Linked DNA regions of Zea mays: region 1 is linked to region 2. The links are chromatin contacts, called in public Hi-C maps. All regions are on one chromosome and are shown on one strand. The core of a region is the stretch at or near the end of the contact, and the rest is flanking DNA. Distances in the headings are between cores, read along the strand shown.

Region 1 (2,933 bases), core at 338-2,837, 480 kb before region 2:
AATTTACATGTTTTGTGAATGGTGAGATTCAAACTGAACCTCTCTCTCGCGCATAACCTTATCTACCACTACACTACTACATCAGTTATCTCTGTATTATGTTTTTCATTCCTCATGTAGTATAACAAACCGAGAGTAATTTGATTAGTTTAGACACTAAATGAATCCAATTGAAAATATTGCCAACTATAAAGTTGTATAACTTTTCAAGATCTACAAGTTCTATTTTGATAGTTTCTACGTCCGAGTCCGTTTACAAAATTTAAATTTCAAATTTGAAAACTTCACACGAATTTTTTTATGATAAGATGATTTCAAATTAAAAATTTGTCAATTACAAAGTTTCATTACATTTCAAGACCTACAACTTTTATTTTAGTGTTTTTTCCATCCGATGTAGTTTGAAAAATCCAAAATTTAAAATTCAAACATAGTTTTGCATGACAAGGTAATTTCAAACCAAAACACTATCAACTATAAAGTTTCATAACTTTTCAAAACCTATAACTTTCATGTTGGTGGTTTTTCCATTCGAGGTCGTTTTCAAAATTAAAATTTGTTAAATTCAGATGTAGTTTTTGTTGACAAGATGACTTCAAATGAAAAAGTTGCCAACAATAAAATTCTATAACTTCTCAAGATCTACAAAGTTTATTTTGTTTATTTGGTTATTTGTTCATCCACATGATGGTTCTAACATTATTCACAAATCTTGTATATCTCTCTTGTTGTTTCATAAACTACGAGAGAAATATGTTTTATTAACAAATTTACTTTTATTTTGTCATATGAAGAAATGATCAAATATAAATTATATATCTTGATGAGTTATACAAATTTGTAATTGAAAACTTTTCATTTGAAATTAATTTACCGCTTCAAAATATGATTTTTAAACTATCTTTGCCTAGTGTTGAAAAAAACACTTGGCAAAGAAGCTCTTTGCCTAATGTCAAAAAAACAATTGGGAAAGAAGCTCTTTAACTAGTGTTAAAAAAACACTCGGCAAAGAAACTCTTTGCCGAGCGTCAAAAATAAAAATACTTGACAAAGAGTTTCTTTGCCGAGTGTTTTTTTACCGAGAGTTTTTTACTTGGCACTCGGCAAAGAGCTTTTTTGTCGAGTGCCCGAAAGAAAAACACTCGGCAAATCATTTTGTACTTGGCAAAGAGCCGAATTCCGGTAGTGATAATAGTCACCTATAGAGATAAATTTATAGAGACGGCCGGGGTTAGAGCTACCTCTATAACTTATCTTTAAAGACGGTTTATTTTATGGGGCGTCTTTGTGTTTTGAAAATCATTTTTAGTACATAAAGAACAAAATAATTTCAATTTTATTATGATGTAATAAGAATCTTCGTTGCCTAAAAAGCCTAGATATGATATTTAGCTGGCCTTTCCGAAAGAAATCCATATATGCTGAGCTATGTGTGACAAAGACACACACGATGTATCTTAAGAATCGAGTTGTTCGTTTGAGTTTAATGCCAAGCCAACTGTTCGGACTGTTGTAGTTGTGTAATCTATGTAATCTATAAAGACAAAACAGTATAAAATTATAGAAGTCGGTACGGATCAAAGCCTGATGTCCAATCCACGTACTCTTCTTTTACCTCTTTATTGAAGGTTAAGCACAAGAACAATGTTCCCCAAAGAACAAAGAACATAATTACTTAAAGTACAGTTCCCATCCATTTCTAGCTACTTAAACCCTAGTTCAAGAAAAGCATCTTCGTCTGCATACCACCTTTATTAACCCCTTCTACTTACATGCATGTAATTTTTCGGTCGATCTCCAAGTTATTCATACAGCAGCGGTAGCCTTGGCAGACCAGACCAGAGAGGCAAAAATTGCTAGTAGCAGTAGCAGTAGCAGCTAGAAGCCATGTTAATAATTTTTGTTTCACCATGCACACTACCTCTTAATTAAGTGTTGCTGGTTAATTCATTAGTTGGCACTTGGCAGCACGGATGGACGATGGATGTGAATGAAGATGCATGCACGATGCGGTGGCCATGGGCGTCAGGCGGTGCTCCTCTCGAGCATCTCGCAGAAGCGCTTGAAGGAGTCGAGCTTCTGCAGCTTGAGCTGGCGGTGGATGCGGCGGATGAAGACGTCGGCGACGTGGTCGATCTCGTCCTCGAGGCTGAACTCGGCGGCGTTGCCGTCGCCGGCCTCCCGCGCCCTGGCGTCGCGCATGACGTCGATGACCGAGCCCGGCGCGTTGACCAGCTCGTCGTCCTCGTCGGCGAACAGCGAGTGGGTGAGGTAGTCGTCGCTGTCCTCCTCCTCCTCCTCCTGCGGCGGCGGCTCCGCCTCGTGGGCGCCCAGCTCCGCGGAGAAGCTGTAGCTGGGGGGCTTGTAGAGCACGATGGCCTTATTCCTGCCGCCGCCGCCGCCGCCGTCTTCGTCGCTGCTGTCGCGCTGCTGCTTGCCGGCGCCGTTGTCTGCTGCTTCCTGCTGCTGCCCCATGATGGCGTGGATCTTGTGGTTGATGGCGGTGACGAGCAGCTTCTTGTTGCGGAGGATGCCGAAGATGAGGAGGCGCGTCTTGAGGGCGCTGGTCTTGACGCGCACCGCCGTGGACTTGGCCTTGACTACCGCCACGATGGTCGACACCATCTGCTTCAGGAACCTCGACGCCTTGCCCTTCATCTTAGTTGTTACACACTTGCCTCGCTAGCTTGCAGCTGCAGTATGTAGCGGCTGTAGCGTGGAGAGATTCTTGTGGATGGTGGTGTCAGTGTGTGTGTATGTGACGGACAGTACTGGCCGGCTAGCGACGATTGGAGTGTGTTGTTGGATGGTTGGACATGGAGTTTGGCCTGTGGGACGCCGTGGGTATATATAGAGGTCGGCTGGGCACAAGCCCTCATCTTGAGGGGCAGGAATGGAGCTAGGGCACAGGGGCAGGGTCGAGGAGGAGGATA
Region 2 (3,167 bases), core at 155-2,654:
CCACCGGTCCATGGGCGTGCACTCCGCCTTGTGCGCCATCTTCCAGTGCAGCGCCTGGCACGCGCGGGAGCAGTAGTTCACCAGGCCGCACACGGAGCACCGCCTGAACTCGTGCCGCCGCGTCTCGGGCCGCCCGCACAGCGCCTGCGAGCACAGCCGCAGCGCGCCGGCGCCGTCCTCCTCGGGCGAGGAGCCGCTCCCGCCGCCCGCCGCCACCGCCGCCGCCGTACCCAGCGGCCGCGACGCGAACCAGTCCGCCAGGAACCGGTTGGCCGCGTGCGGCTCCCCGGCCGCGGCGCGGCACCCGAAGTCGCTCAGGAGGCACGAGTGACGCCGAGTCGGGTGGGGCGCCGCCTTGCCGAGCAGCTGCGGCGGCGGCGAGGCGGCGACCGCCGCGAGCTCGCGCGCGTTCGCCTGGATCAGGAGGCGCCGCCCGTCCAGCACGGACCGCCGCACGCCGTAGCCGTCCTGGAGGCAGTGCCCCAGCTCGCGGAGCGCGCCCACGTGGCCCAGCGACGCCGCGCGCGCGCACAGCGCGGCTCCGGCGCGGAGGTCGCGGTCGTCCTTGCCCCCGCCGCTGCCGTTGAACTGGACCACGGCCAGCGAGTAGAGCGCCTCGCGGTGCCCGCCCACCGCCGCCGCCGCCATCAGCGCCGCGCCCGAGCCGCGGATCCCCAGGCAGTAGAACCGAATCTGCATCCATCCATGCATCGAGCGCCGTCAGCGCGATCCAACGCAACGCCTAGCTAGCCGGGACGGCAAAAGACGATTCCTCCTCTGTACAAGTCCAACGATTGTAGCTTCCTGTCCTTACCATGCCAAGGAGGTAGCACGCTTCCAGGCTGCCCGCGTCGGCGCAGCGCTGCAGGAACCGGTGCGCCTCCTCCGACCAGGCCTTGGCGCGCACCGCCAGGCACCGCGGCGACGCCCGCGCCAGCACCACCTTGCTCTGCCCGAGCTCCCTGAACCTCTTGCACCTGCGCACGCACAGAAGTCGAGGTTACAACTCCAACTCCAATCGCCCGTCGACTTCCCGGCTCACGTCACCTTGCACAAAACAGGCACAACATATTGTACATATACTGGACGTACGTGAGCATGGCGCCGGCGAGATCGGCCGGCGAACTGGCGGACGCGGCGACGTCCCGTAGTATGGAGACGACGAGATCGTCAGGCAGCTCTTCGAACATGTCTCTGCCCACCGGGCGGACACCTGGAGTGCCGGCCGCCGCTGGCGACCCCTCGGCCGCCGCCGTCCTGCGCCGCTTCCGGCGTTGCGCCTCCGGCCCCTCGCCCGGCGCCGTGGCCGCCGCCGCCGCGTGGCAGGCACCGCGCCTCGTCTTCATAGCCGTACGTTCTTTTTTTGTGGCGAACCGTTCCTAGTTGCAGTTCTTTGGTGATGAGAGGGAGAGAGAGGAGAGGAGAGGAGAGGAGGGGGTGCCTGTATCTGTTATGGCGAAGGTGCCGGAGGAGGACAGTTATATATAGTATAGGATAGGAAGCCCAAGGCAGGCAAGGAGAGGAGCACAACTGCACAACATGGTCGTCGCGTCGTGGCGTGGGGTGGGCGAGGAAGGGGAAGCGCCGAGCGCGGGTTCGGTTCCACCACTCCGTTTCCGTTCCGTTGCGGGTTCGGTCAACAGGGACGCTGACCGGAGGGGAGGGTTGCTTCACGGGGAGCACGCTTGGATGCAAAGCCTCTCCTTTCTTGATACTCCCCCCACCCTCCTCTCTCTTTCTCTCTCTCTCATGTCCTTTTTTTCCCCACTCTCTACCTTTCTATGTTCTATCTATCTCTCTTCTCAGCTTTTGAGGCACATATCTCCTCTCTTTTTTCTTTCCGTTTTTTTAATTTCCTTCAGTTTTAAAGAGAGAGGAAACCTGGAGGTGGTGGGGCACTGAGGACTGGACCCATTCATGCATGATTGTGGTGGCCTCCTGCCAATGCATCAGTGCAATTTCCACCCTCCTTGGCTTTGCTTTTCTCGGGCTAGGTTGTTTGCCTGGTTTGTTTATTATTCGTTGCTGGTTCTATTTCCTGGTCCCTGATAAAGGAGAGAAAGAGGGAGTGTGTGTGGGGGCCATGGGGTTTGTTCCTCCTGTCCTCCCTCCCCTCGTATATGGTTTGGTAGCATCATCAACCATCAGTCAGTCAGTCACATAGCTAGGGTTGGTGACATGGAAATCTTGCTGGATGCTGACACGGTTTTTGGCATGGCATCGGCATGCATGTCAGATTGCAGCGGCAGTCACATAGGGGGAGGATTGATGCCGCAACGAATGGAAGCCGTGCTTCCTTGCTTTCATGTGATTGGTGCTGTGTATTGCTAACAATTGAAGCTTTGGCTGCCTAATCTGGTGCCCCCCCTCCCCTCCATAGCATAAATAAATGGAATTAAATTAGCCTGCCGGTGATTGTTTTGGCTCTAAGGAAATGGTTGCTTGGGCGCACTGCAGAATTTGGTGGGCGTTACTGATTTTGATTAACCAACCTGCTGATTATTACGCTCCTCTCCATGATTGCTTTCGTGGTTTTTTTTTGGCGAGAACGGCGGGTAGAGAGGTACGGTATCGCTGCCGAGGGAAATTAGCTACGTTGTTGTCCCTCGTCATGCCATTTATTTGGCATCTTTTTGCCAAATCCATTGCTTGATTTTTATTATCTGACAGCTTATTATTTCGTATCACCCTTCTTTAAGTTGCTTGATTTGTTGCATTGGTTAAAGTTTTTTGTTCAAGACCACCAGCGCACAATATTTCATTTTAAATCTGAGATGATTCGGCAAGGTTAACGCTATCCTTTTTTTGTTTGAAGGCGGCAGCTAGCTATTCACAGTTTTCTTGCTAACTAAGCCGAGCGAGAGCGCGTCCGGTGAGAATGGAAACTGTGAAGAGCTCCATTAAAAAAAACGAGAGACGTTTTGATCCTTGCCATAAAAAGTGAGACGTTTTGATGGGGAGGAAAAGACAGGTGGAGCATTAGAAGTATTATTTATGCATGTTCGTATGAAACCTCGTTAGCATTGACAATAAGTCGAGTTCAGTTGTTTTCACCGTATTCAACACCTACCATTAATTTCCTCAATGCCGCAAAACAGGTAAAAAGCTACTCTCTCTCTCTCTCCTAAATTATAATTCGCTTGATTTTTTGTGCCACATTTAACCGG

The links. A called contact is a pair of places that touch in the nucleus more often than the background predicts.
Region 1: a Hi-C map of bundle sheath shows a contact between it and region 2, with 6 times the contacts expected there. The contact joins the promoter of LOC100192731 here to the promoter of LOC100192755 in region 2. A contact is called at or near these places in 2 of 25 Hi-C or Micro-C datasets (bundle sheath and ear).

Annotation. Positions count from the first base shown.
Region 1 is chr2:75,044,290-75,047,222 of Zm-B73-REFERENCE-NAM-5.0, reverse strand. LOC100192731 reads left to right here and starts at 1,587. Exons shown (of 1, transcript NM_001137931.3): 1 at 1,587-2,802. The coding sequence starts at 1,981. The coding sequence ends at 2,706.
Region 2 is chr2:74,559,379-74,562,545 of Zm-B73-REFERENCE-NAM-5.0, reverse strand. It overlaps LOC100192755, which reads right to left and starts at 1,404. Exons shown (of 3, transcript NM_001367490.1): 1 at 1,093-1,404; 2 at 815-977; 3 at 1-693. The coding sequence starts at 1,346.